Linked DNA regions of Ovis aries: region 2 is linked to region 1. The links are chromatin contacts, called in public Hi-C maps. All regions are on one chromosome and are shown on one strand. Each heading gives the region's core, a stretch centred on a gene start, on an enhancer-like site or on the middle of the called end of the contact. The rest is flanking DNA. Distances are from core to core; before and after follow the strand shown.

Region 1 (6,150 bases), core at 2,363-4,862:
ACTGGGGCAGGATGGGGGTGCATCTGAGCAGGTGAGTCTGGAAGGAGAGCCCCCGGAGGGTTGGGGGAAAGGCAGGGCAGCCCAGGAAGGGGGCATAACTCAGCCCATCCCCTGGGAGAGCAAGATCACATTCCCTGCTGTCCCCTCCCCAGGTGAGGAGGGTCACTCTAGACCCACTGGTGACATGATGAGGTTCTGTTGTATCTGCAAGATCTTATAAATAATCTACGTGTCCAAGGGGGCTCGTTCAGTAAGTCACCATCCGGCTATACATGTGTACCCTGAGGCCCTAAAGAAGGAAGGAGCTTCTTTTGGTTTTTGTTTTTTTGCCAAGGCACATGGCTTGAGGGGATGTTAGTTCCCCAAATGGGGATTATACTCAGGCCCTCTGCAGTGAAGGGGCCTCTCAGGCAGCGCAGTGGTAAAGAATCTGCCTGCCAGTGCAGGAGATGCAAAAGATTCGGAGTAGATCCCTGGGCTGGGAAGATTCCCTGCAGGAGGAAATGGCAACCCACTCCAGTATTCTTGCCTGGAGAATCCCATGGACAGAGAAGCCTGGTGGGCTACAGAGAAGCCTGAGGATGCACTCTCCTGCGGCAGTGAAAGTGCTGAGTCCTAACTGCTGGACCACCAGGGAATTCCCAGAAGGAGCTTATTTTGGACTGATAGGGAATGACCTCCAAGTTGCACCATTCCATGAAAAAACAAGTGGCAGAAGAATGTAAATGTCATGTAACTATTAACGTAAGCAAAGCACAGGTGCAGGAAATCTCATGAAGGAAACACAAGAGGCTGATAGCAGTGGCTGCCTCCGAGGAGGAAAACTGGTGACCGAAGGGCCAGGAAGAAGACTTCTTAATTACAGTCTTTGGGAATGAGCTAATTTGTTTAACTGAAATTGAAACGAGAATGTCTAATTGTCTCAAAAGAAAAAAGTAAAATTGAAAGAATAATAAACTGCCCATATTGTTGCCTTTGTAAAGCCCAGTCCATAAGATGCCAACTTCCCAGGGTCCGCATCCCCTCCCTGGAGCCCCATGCAACCCCGTTACCTCTGCCCCCAGGCCGTACTGCTTAGTGTAGACAAACATGGCCGCATCATCAAAGAGTCGCAGGACCATCCTGCAGTGGCTGAGCTGGGAGGACAGTGCCAACAGGCGCGTCCCCACTTCTGACCTGGCAGGACATTGTTCCACCAGGACCCCGCCCACCAGCTGGCAGCAGTAACCCAGCGTTCGGATCTGTGGGAAACCAGAAGCAGTCAGTAGGATTGAGCCGATCACCCTTGACCTGGCCTCGGGCCTCGGGGGATCAAACAGGAGGAACTCTCAATCAAACTCCCAACAGAAAGTTGAAAGATATTTGTAGGTGGGATACATGGAGACACATGACATCATTGTGCAAAAGGCTCTGTGAGACTGGATTGACAGGTATACACTATTGATACTATGTGTAGAACAGATAACTGGTTGTGTTAGTCGCTCAGTCATGTCCAACTCTTCGAGACCCCATGGACTGCAGCCTGCCAGGCTCCTCTGTCCATGAGGATTCTCCAGGCAAGAATACTGGAGTGAGATGCCATTCCCTTCTGCACAGGATCTTCCCAACCTAGGGACTGAATCTTGATCTCCCACATTACAGACGGATTCTTTACCATCTGAGCCACTAGGGAAGCCCAAAACAGATAACTAATGAGAACCTACTGCATAGCTCAGGGAACTCGAGCCAGTTCTCTGTGGTGACCTGAATGAGAAGGAAGTCCCGGATGGAGGAGATATATGTATACGGATGGCTGATTCATTCTGCTGTATGGTAGAGACTAATACAACACTGTAAAGCAACTATATACTCCAATAAAAACCAAGCTTTAAAAGAAAAGGCACTGTGGAGACTCAGGGCGTGCTGGCTCATGTCACTGAGTGGCACAGTCTTTGGAGACACGTGATGGGGATCAGAAAAAAAAACCCATATCTTACCTCCTAGATCCTTTTCCCCAGCAGGCAGGAAGGCTATTTGCATCTACCTGGCTGGACCAAAGTCCGTGGCTGGGTTGTGACTTAGGAAGGTGAGCAGGCCTCAACCCAGTGAACAAAAGGCTAATTTGTTTGCCTTACTTTAGTGAGAAGGAACCCAGTGGTGATTCCGGAATCAGTGGGTGATCTGGAGCATGGTGAACAGGGTCTGCTTCCCCACCCTAACATCTTTATTTCATCTGCTTTTCAGAAGTTGCTTTTTCCTGTTGTTTTATATATTATTTTTACTTGGAATTCCTTTCTGCACCTTCGTAAGGGCAAAAACACTGCATTTTAAGTCCAGCTTTCTTGTTGTTTAGTCACCAAGTCGCCTCTGACTCTTGCAAACCCATGGACTGTAGCCCACCAGACTCCTCTGTCCATGGGATTTCCCAGGCAACAATCCTGGGGTGGGGTACCATTTCCTTCTCCAGGGAATTTAGAATCTGAATACTCAATCAGAGAGGATTTGCCTAGAACCTAAATGCCCAGCCACTGGTACATTCCCTGATACAACTGGAATGCCTACCTGTAAGAGATTGATTGGGACAAGCTCAGAGTCCGACCTCAGCGGCCTGGAAGGAACAATCTACATTCCCAATCTGAGTTGAGCGGAAGGTCAGAACCTAAACATCCAGCCACGGGGAAAGCAGTGCAAAATCTTATATTCCCATATTAGTTTTCGACAACCGAGGAACTAACTATAGTGGCTTAGTCTGATCCTAAATGTCCAAACATGGGTTTGTTTGGCATGGGAATGTCTGGCCAGGCCGAACTTGCCAGAGCAACCTAAGTGCCCAACTTCAGGGGATTTAGTCAGAACCCAAATGTCCAGCCCTAAGGGAGCCCTGCCACACCCCCAATTCTCATACGACATTGTTTGGGACCAGCTCCAGTGGTCCGGCTGGATTCAAATGCACAAACGTGAGGATCTGGCTGGTACTGTGAATGTCCAGTCGTTTGGGGTGGCAGGAAGAACCTACATGTCCACCGCTAGGGGACAGAGCATCTGCCCTGGAGGGATCCTGAGTGACCCCGCTCCCTCTCTGGCCTCAACGTCCCGGTCTCTGGGTTTTGGCCGGACTCCAGGACCTCTGGCCTCGCTCCTTCCCAGCCTCACCAGGCGATCGCGACCCCTATAGGACTCCAGCGCCGACGCCAGATCGCTCAGGGCCACCATAGCGACTCCGCCGTGACGACACCGTGACGCCAGTTCGCCGCGGCAGGGGCGGGCCCTGCGCAGTCCAGGCGGGGTGCGTTCCTGGGAGCTTTCTGCGCAGGCGCTGGCGCGACCCTTTGTCCGGGACTCTGCCCTTTGTCTGCTTCTGGGAGCGGTGAGGTTTGCGGCTTTGGGACCTCTACTTGTGGTTTCTCCTGGCCCTGTGCACCTAGGTGGACGGTCTGAGGTCGCTAACCATGTTTTCAAAGTTAACCAGTTACACACACGCACACATAAAGATTCCAAGCAAAAGCACCAACCTGTTTGCTGTGGTCCAAGAAGAAAGTTTTCTAATTTTTCTGCTTCACCCTTTCTGCTTTGTCGGCTTGTCTTTAGAGAGCATGGTTTGCTGTTATGTCCTGTAAGGCAGTTTTAAAAAGGGAACTTTGGGGAGTTCTCTGGTAGCCTAGTGGGTTGGGACGCTCTGCTTGGACTACAGGGGGCGCAGGTTCCATCTGTGTTTCCGCGTGCCTGAGTGCTCAGTCGTCCGACTCTGCGGACCCCATGGACTCCAGCCCGCCAGGCTCCTCTCTCCGTGGGATTTTCCGGGCAAGAATACTGGAGTGGGTTGCCATGGCCTCTTCCAGGGGATCTTGCCAACCCAGGGGTCAAACCCGCATCTCCTGCATCTCTTGCGTTGGGAGGCGGATTCTGTACCACTGAGCTACCTGGGAAGCCCAAGTTCCTGCGTTCGTGCATAAGTAAACTAGTCCCTTTAAAAAACGAAAAGAGAAATGCATGGAACCGGTCTAGAATAGACAGAAATCTGATAACTGGAATATCCCCGGAGGATAACTGGGTGGCTGATGTTGACTGAAATAAAAACGCACACCATGAGAGCTGTGTTATTCAGTTTTATTGGGGGGTTTACTGAGGACTATAACCCAAGAGGTCTCGGGAAGAGTTGAGCGGAAGGTCTGCACGTGTGTGATTTTGGAGATTATGTGTAATCACGCATCCCAGTGGAAAGTTGTTTCTGGTTACAAAGAGCAAATACTGCAGTTAATGATTTTAGTGCTTTTCTAAGTGTGGGAAGATCGACAAGAATCCACTCATAAATTTTTTTTTCTGAAAACATCTTCACTATCTAAAGACCTGTCCTGTCAATTTTCCCAGAGCAGAGAGCAGTGTTTCTGATCCTCCACCTGGAACTCTTTTCAGGGGGTGTTAAAGGTCAGTGACTGCAGTGGCCAATGACTCAATCCTTGTGGAGCCAGATGGCCAGCCATTAGTCATCACTGGGAAGAGATTAAATGTTCACCTTTGTACTGTTCTGTAGTCTTTGAATTTTGTGCCATCTGCATGCACTAGCTGGAAAAAAAATCAAAGACACTAATTTTTGTTTGACTTAGTATGAATAGAATGCCAGATTTCTATTTTATATTCACTCAAAACTTTGATAGAGTTCCATGTATTTTGGCATCTACCATTACTTCTAAAAGTCTAGAAAGTTTATTATCTTAGCGATTTAAAATTTTTTGAAAGAGGCTTGAAACTTCTAATCCAATTCTGAGAATATAAAGAAATACTATGTTGTAAAAAATCAAAGCACAGAGAATTAACCTGTGATACACTATTATTGACTAATACACAGATTTTGTTCAAATTTCACAAAATTTTGTGTTAGTGTGCATTTGGTTTCATACCTTATTCAAGATTCCACATTGTATTTAGTTACATTGAGCGGCTTCAGCTGCATGCAACAAATTCTGGTAAATTCTCTTTTCATTTTTATTCTATCACAAATATTTTCTAATTTTCCTTGTTATGGCTTCCTAGATTCACCCATCATTTAAAATTGGACAGTTAATTTCCAAATACATGGAGTTTCTAAAGTATCTTTGATATTAATTTCTCAATTTGATATTAATTTCTCAGTTAAATGCTTTCTTCTCTGCAATCACCCTGTGTTTTTTCAGTCTTGTAACTTTACTGAGGCTTTCAATGGCTAAGTCAAAGATCTCTCTCGGTCAATGTCACATTGCAGTTAAAAATATGTGATTTATTTTCAAATATCTTTTGATATTGATTTTCTCACATAATTCCACAGCGATAAGAGAACAAACAGATTCTGTATAATTTCAATACCTTTAGATCATGAAATTTTTGCACCTTGTTTTATGTCCCTCGATATGTTCCAGGGTCTCCTAGGTTATACTCTAGGGGAACTTGAACAGAATTTGTATCCTACTATTGTTTGAAGATTGCATAAATCTTAATTATGTTGAATTGGCTCATAGTCCTTTTTAGATCTACTATATCCTTCTCTCTGCAACCCCATGGACTATACAGTCCCTAGAATTCTCCAGGCCAGAGTACTGGAGTGGATAGCCGTTCCCTCTCCAGGGGATCTTCCCAACCCAGGGATCGAACCCAAGTCTCCTGCATTGCAGGCAGATTCTTTACCAGCTGAGCCAAAGGGAAGCCCACTATACCCTTCTACTTCTCTATATATTCATTCTATTGATTTTGAGAGTTTGATATTGGAACTCCAACTAAAAATCTTAATTTATCTACTTTAAAAAATAATTGTAAGATATAGTGAAACTATATGTATTAATAACCATGTTCTATATTTTCCAAATCTCCCATAAATGTATTACCATACTTTCATAATCTAAAATATAAAAAAAGAAAGAGGAAAAAAAAAGACATTCTTTCAAAGAGGTAACATAGCCTGTTTCCTTTCATTGTTTAAGGTTTATTTATTTTATTTTTTGGCTAGGTCTTTGTTGCTTTGCACAGGCTGTCTGGGGTTGTGGAGAGTTGCTGTGGGAGGGCTTCTTACTGCTGTGAATTCTCAGGTTGCCGAGCGGGCTCTAGGGCACAAGCTCAGTAGTCGTGTCATGTGGGCTTGGTTGCTCTGTTGTCATGTGGATCTTCCTGAACCTGGGATCAAACCTGCATCCCTTGCTTTGC
Region 2 (6,150 bases), core at 1,373-3,872, 160 kb after region 1:
AGCACAAGGTTTGGAAGGGTGACGGATGTCACCCCCGACAAACATACCCCGAGTCACTCAGGGAGTATATATATGCTGCTGGGAACTCCAAGTACATTGGGATTGTGTGACATCTTTTGCAGGTTGGGGGTCGGGCAGGGAACAGGCTTCCAATAAAGCTAAGAGTGTCCCATCTCAGCTTTTTCCTGTCTCCCCACCACTCCAGTCCCAAACATCGATGAAGTCAAGAAAACACTACAGGAAATCCTCAGTATACTGAAGACGTCAAAACCAAGTAAGCTGGGGCCAGGGGCAGCAAATGAGGGCGGCCCCGAATTTGGCTCCAGGCTCTCTTCCAAGAATGGGATCTGTATGATCTCGGGTCTCCATCCTTCACCACAGCCCCTTCTCTGCAGGTCCCACACCTCAATGAGTGAGAAAATCTCACAGCCCTGGCTGCACCGTGGAGGAATGACAGCACTTCTTCCTTGAAGAAGGAACATGGGGACCCACGCTGGTCTGAAGCTGCCCTTCCTCCCACACGTAGAACATCTCATGTCTTGCGAATGAGTGTTGTGGAGCTGCATGTGTGCATGTGCGTGCGTGTGTCAGGGTAAGCTCTTCAAGGAGGGTGGGTATTTCAGTGTGTCGCACAGGAAGGTGTTGTGGTGAGTGTGGTGTGCTTCCGGGTCACTGTGCATAGGCATACATACATGTGTGGGCTGTGGCGTGGCGTGAGTGTAGTTCGTGTCACTGTGTGCGGCTGTGGGGACCACAAAGGCGTGTCACTCTAGGTGTGGGTGTCGGTGACATGTGTTGCAGGCGCCCACTTCACCGTCAGCGTAAACACACGCATGTGTCCTGCTGGGTGTTGTGTGATGCAGGTGTGAGGGGGTGGAATGGTGGGTACGCCGTGGGAAGGTATCACTGTAATTGTGGATGAGTGTCCTGTCACGCTATGCCGGTGTGAACAAGTGCGTGTCAACACGAGTGTGCCTGATTGCGCTGCCGAGGGTTCAGAGCAGTCCCCGCATGTGTCCATTTGTTTCTGCGCTCACATTTTATGATTCACGATGATAAACCCCAAAGGGAGACCACATGGCTTTCCCGTCTGTTTGGTGCGGCTAGGGGGCTTTGGGACCTGGTCGGGGAGGGTGTGTAAGTGTGCCGAATGGAGAATGGGAAAGGTCATGTGGGGAACATGTGGACCTGATGCCAGGAGCCCTGGGGGCAGCAGGGAGTGCGAGATCCAATGCACCCAGTGGATCACTGTGTGTCCATGAACCTGTACCCAGGGGTGACTAAGTGTTTGTGGACCAAACACTAAGTGTGCTCTTGGACCAAAACAGAAATGAGGGTTTTCTTCTGATAACAAGGAAAATATAGGGAAAAATGAACCGACTAGAAAAGTAGCATAAACGGGCCTGGAAGAGTTAATTAATCCTAGCTTTATTTTAAATGTTACTAATCTGTAGTGTCTGTAACTCTGTCCTTCACAAGGCTAACCTCTAACACTCTCTGAATCTGTGAATTACACCCAGCATCTAACACTCTAATTCTGTGTGAATTACATCCTGTTCCTGTTGTTTTACACTCCCTTGTAGCAAATCACTGCTTGCAGCATTCTGCCTTTCAGAAAGCAGGTCGCCAGTAAATAACCAGGAGAGCAATGGACCCAATTATTGGGTTGCCTGACACTGTGTATTTAGTCGCTCAGTCATGTCCGACTCTTTGCAACTCCATGGACTGTAGCCCTCTAGGCTCCTCTGTCCATGGGGATTCTCCAGGCAAGAATACTGGAGTGGGTTGCCATCCCTTCCTCCCGGGGAATCTTCCCAACCCAGGGATTGAACCCAGGGCTCCCGCATTGCAGGCGGATTCTTTCCCTTCTGAGCCACCTGACACTAGCTCTGACTGTTTTGAAATAATGTAAGAAGAAAAACGCAAGACCTTCATCATTTTGATCCTTGCCACCAACCCGCACCCCCGGACTCGAAGTCCCACCTGTTAGACTTCTCCTGACTCCTCAGGGCCGGGGCTGGGGTTGGGGGCTGGGGAATGGTCTTGAGGCCCCAGGCAGCTGCGTTCCCTCTTTGCCTGGCAAAAAATAAAACTCCTCTTTCTTTTCTCGTCCAAACGTAGTCTCCGTGCTTCTGTTAGACATCGGTGCACAGAGAATCAAGATATTGACATTAACGTCTCCCTAAGTGTGCCTGGCCTCACGGATATATAAGCCCCTGAGTACGGTACTGTGCTCCGGCATGTTATCTGTCCACAAAGCATGTATTCAGGGTCGCAAGTTCCCTCAGATAACTTGTGCCCACGGGCATGCACACGGACATGTTTGTCCGGAAGGTGAGCGTACGTGTGACCCAAGACGAGCAGACGCACACGTGCCTGACACAGAGCCCCTTGTTTACCATCAGACGTGCACTCCTGAGCAGGGGATGACCCATGCCCCTGTCCCCTTGACTGTGGGCTAACCGAGGCCAGCGAGGCCCCTGCCCGGGTACCTGCGCCCTTACGTCGGGTTCCACGGACACGTGCGCCCCACTGCGGCCGCTCTCCGGCATCGCCTCGCGCGCCCTGCCCACACGCCCGTCCCATCGCTGCGCCTGCGCACGCCCCCCCCTTTACGGCGCCGTAAAGCAGCTCGGCCAAATCGGCGGCCGCAGGTCCGGGTGAGATCCCGCCCGCCGCGACCCCTCCCCGGCCCGGGCCGCGTCCATTTCCCGACCCCCTCCCCGCGGGCCTTTGGGTCCTGGGCCAGGGTCTCGGTGTTCGCGATCCCCGGTCATCCCCCACCTCGTCCCATCCGCCGGGGGTGGGGAGCACGAGGAGGGTGGGCTCCTACCCGGCACCGTTGTCTGGTCCACACCCGCGCCGAGGTCACGGGATCCCGGTCTTTCCGTGGCTTAGCTCACCAACCCCGTGGCAGCCGGGTGGAGGGGTTTCTACGCTCTCCGTCCCATCTCGCGCGCTGGGCCCTCCCCATGTAGGCGGCTGCGCAGCGGGGCAGGGACGCCCTGGAGCTCCTAAAATTCCCTCCGGTGCGCTTTTCATCCTCCACGCTGACCCTAGTTGGGGCCCTGTCTCAGCCTCCCCAGACCCGTCCGGCCTCTGGTCCCGTCCCTGCGTAGTGGGGGGTCGGGGCTCTCAGCTACCCCTCCTGACGGTGGGTTTGTGTGTGTGTCTCCGAGCCCTTGACATCGCCCATCCGCGGCCATTCTCATCGCAGATCCACAGTGTGTTTGTCTCAGCATCCCCTAGGGATTTTCTCCCCACAGCCCCACTTCCGGGTCTTTCCCGCCACCGATGGCTTCTCGCTCTGGAGTGGGAGGATCACGGCGCCCCCTCCTGGCTCCGCTCACATCCCGGGTCCGATAGTCCGCCTCCTCCGTCTTGTTTCCCACAGTGCAGCTAGTTTTCTGGAAAGCACGAGGGTGGGGGGCTCTCAGCGCCTTCCCTGGCCACCCCTCCCCTCTTTTTACCAACGCGGGTCTACTCCAAGAGGCATGCTTCGTGCCTGACAAATTCGGTGTGCCCGAGGGTGCGGGTTTAGAAGGGTTGCCAGCATCCTCTCCTGGCTCTCTCCATGTGCCTTGCTTGTTCCCCAAGGCCCCAAACCCTCCTGGCCCTGGGTCTCACCACACCCCCTTACTTCTCTCCTCTGACTTCACCCTGGGAAATCAGCGCTGTTGCTGCTGGAGAGCCTGAGGTGGGGGAGGGATTACTGCTGTGTCCTCTCACGGCTCCTCACCCTCGTCCCCTCCTTGCCCTAGGTCTGATGCCCTGCCCCCTCCCCACACACGTGTCTTCTCGTTACTGGCCCCGGCTTGAAGGGTTCAGGACGATGCTTTTAATGCACAAAGATCACCTGGAACTCATGGGTTGGGGAGGTTTCGAGTGCCTCCTGGGTATCTCTCCTCCCACTTTCCCTCTCCATCAGAGAATAGAAGTGTTACTTGCTCAGTTGTGTCATGATTCTGCGACCCCATGGATGGTAGCCAGCCAGGCTCCTCTGCCCATGGGATTCTCCAGGCAAGAATATTAGAGTGGGTTGTCATTCCTTTCTCTAGGGGATCTTCCCTCCTCAGGGATCGAGCTCAGGTCTCCCACGTTGCAGGCAGAGTCTTTACCATCTGAGCCACCAGGGAAGCCCTCCACTTGCCTCCCTCCCAAGCCCTCTCCTGGACAAGGGTATAAGCCTCATAAGGGAGGTATGCTTTATACGCAGGTGGATTCTCCTTTTCTTCTCATCTCTTCCCACGTGGGAAATCAGCAATGGCATGCACGCGGGAGGTGGTTGGGAGGGGTCTCCTTCCCGCCTCTGACACCCACGTTTCTTCTCCCTGCAGGGAGGCGGCATGGAGGCGCGCTTCACGCGTGGGAAGTCGGCACTGCTGGAACGTGCGCTGGCCCGGCCGCGCACCGAGGTGAGCCTGAGTGCCTTTGCCCTGCTCTTCTCCGAGCTGGTTCAGCACTGCCAGAGCCGCGTCTTCTCCGTGGCAGAGCTGCAGGCGCGCCTGGCGGCACTGGGCCGCCAGGTGGGTGCCCGCGTCCTGGATGCGCTGGTGGCTCGCGAAAAGGGTGCCCGGCGTGAAACCAAGGTGCTGGGTGCCCTGCTGTTCGTTAAGGGCGCCGTGTGGAAGGCGCTCTTTGGCAAGGAGGCCGACAAGCTGGAGCAGGCCAACGACGATGCCCGCACCTTCTACATCATCGAGCGCGAGCCGCTCATCAACACCTACATCTCCGTGCCCAAGGAGAACAGCACGCTCAACTGTGCCAGCTTCACCGCGGGCATCGTGGAGGCGGTGCTCACGCACAGCGGCTTCCCCGCCAAGGTCACAGCGCACTGGCACAAGGGCACCACGCTGATGATCAAGTTCGAGGAGGCAGTCATAGCCCGAGACCGGGCCCTGGAGGGCCGCTGATCCCCCCAAGATAAAGGAAGCAGACAGCCCCCTTCCCAAGTGTGTCTTGTGTCTTGTTTGAGGGCCTCGGAGATCCCCTCAACACCTCGACCGGGGACTTCCCTGGCAGTCCAGCAGTTGGGACTCAGCACTTTCACTGCTGAGAATGTGGTTGGGGAACTAAGGTCCTGCAAGCCACACAGGGCCCTGCCAAACAAAACAAACCCCACCGTGACCCAGGCCCTTGCCTCAGGCTGCTGAGGGTGGCCAGAGTCCTAATACAATGGAGAAGTGGGGGTGGGGGCAGATTTGACCTAGCTTGAGGGTTATGGGAAGTGGGGTGGGATGCGGGGGCCGGGCAGAGGGCAGAGAAACCAGGCCCAAGGAGCTGCTGATTTGGCTCCAAAAGTGAAAGCCGCTCATTCGGTCCGACTGTTTGCAACCCCCATGTACTATACAGTCCGTGGAATTCTCCAGGCCAGAATACTGGAGTGGGTAGCCTTTCCCTTCTCCAGGGGATCTTTCCAACTCAGGGATCAACCCAGGTCTCCTTCATTGCAGGCAGATTCTTTACCAGCTGAGCCACAAGGGAAGGCCCCTGCTGGTTTGGCTGGGGGGGTGGGGGGAATGCTGGCACTTTCTGGAATCACAGCTGGAGGCCATCCATCTGCAGAAGAGGTGTGGGGCGGTGGTGATTAGGGTTCAGGTAGGGTTCTGGCAGGGGTCTGGCTGAGGGAGTTTCCTTTAGACCAGGGGCTGGCTTTACTTTATGTAAAAAACCAGAGTGAGCAGTTGCCTCCCTACCCCCCAGCCTCTCTGGTTACTTTGCGCCCACAGGGGTAGGCAGCAGTAGGTCGAGGAGTGGATGTAGCTGCGCATCTAGAAAACAAGCAGAAGGTAGTTTGTCAACTCCCCTCCGCCCCACCTTTTTTTAGACCCTTGCTACTCCCAGTGCGGTCCTGGGGCTTGGCATCAGCATTTGAAACCAATTGGGTGTCATCTTGGGGGCTCTGAAGGGCCCCGGTACCATGGTCCTTTATGTCTCAGCAAAGAAGAGAATTCAGTGAGTGGCGACGTGATAGGTAAGAAATGATTGATTAGAACAAGACACTAGCAAGGCTTTACAAGCAGGTGGGTGAGAAATGCCACACCCTGAGAATTTAACTGGGCTACAGGTTTATAATCAAAGGAAAAGTGCGGAGGGGGAGAAGACCTCCTTTGTCTTTCTTGAGTAGACGTCATGCTTCTATCATCAGCT

Evidence for each region. A called contact is a pair of places that touch in the nucleus more often than the background predicts.
Region 2: a Hi-C map of mixed tissues shows a contact between it and region 1, with 2.5 times the contacts expected there. The contact joins the promoter of TRAPPC5 here to the promoter of PEX11G in region 1. A contact is called at or near these places in 3 of 16 Hi-C or Micro-C datasets (mixed tissues, omental adipose tissue and retroperitoneal adipose tissue).

Annotation. Positions count from the first base shown.
Region 1 is chr5:14,088,927-14,095,076 of ARS-UI_Ramb_v3.0, forward strand. PEX11G (peroxisomal biogenesis factor 11 gamma) reads right to left here and starts at 3,613. Exons shown (of 5, transcript XM_027969709.3): 1 at 3,492-3,613; 2 at 1,053-1,241. The coding sequence starts at 1,121.
Region 2 is chr5:14,254,834-14,260,983 of ARS-UI_Ramb_v3.0, forward strand. It overlaps TRAPPC5 (trafficking protein particle complex subunit 5), which reads left to right and starts at 2,623. Exons shown (of 2, transcript XM_042250014.1): 1 at 2,623-3,029; 2 at 4,338-4,947. The coding sequence starts at 4,347. The coding sequence ends at 4,913. It overlaps MCEMP1 (mast cell expressed membrane protein 1), which reads left to right. Exons shown (of 6, transcript XM_060416293.1): 5 at 206-274; 6 at 396-2,116. The coding sequence ends at 412.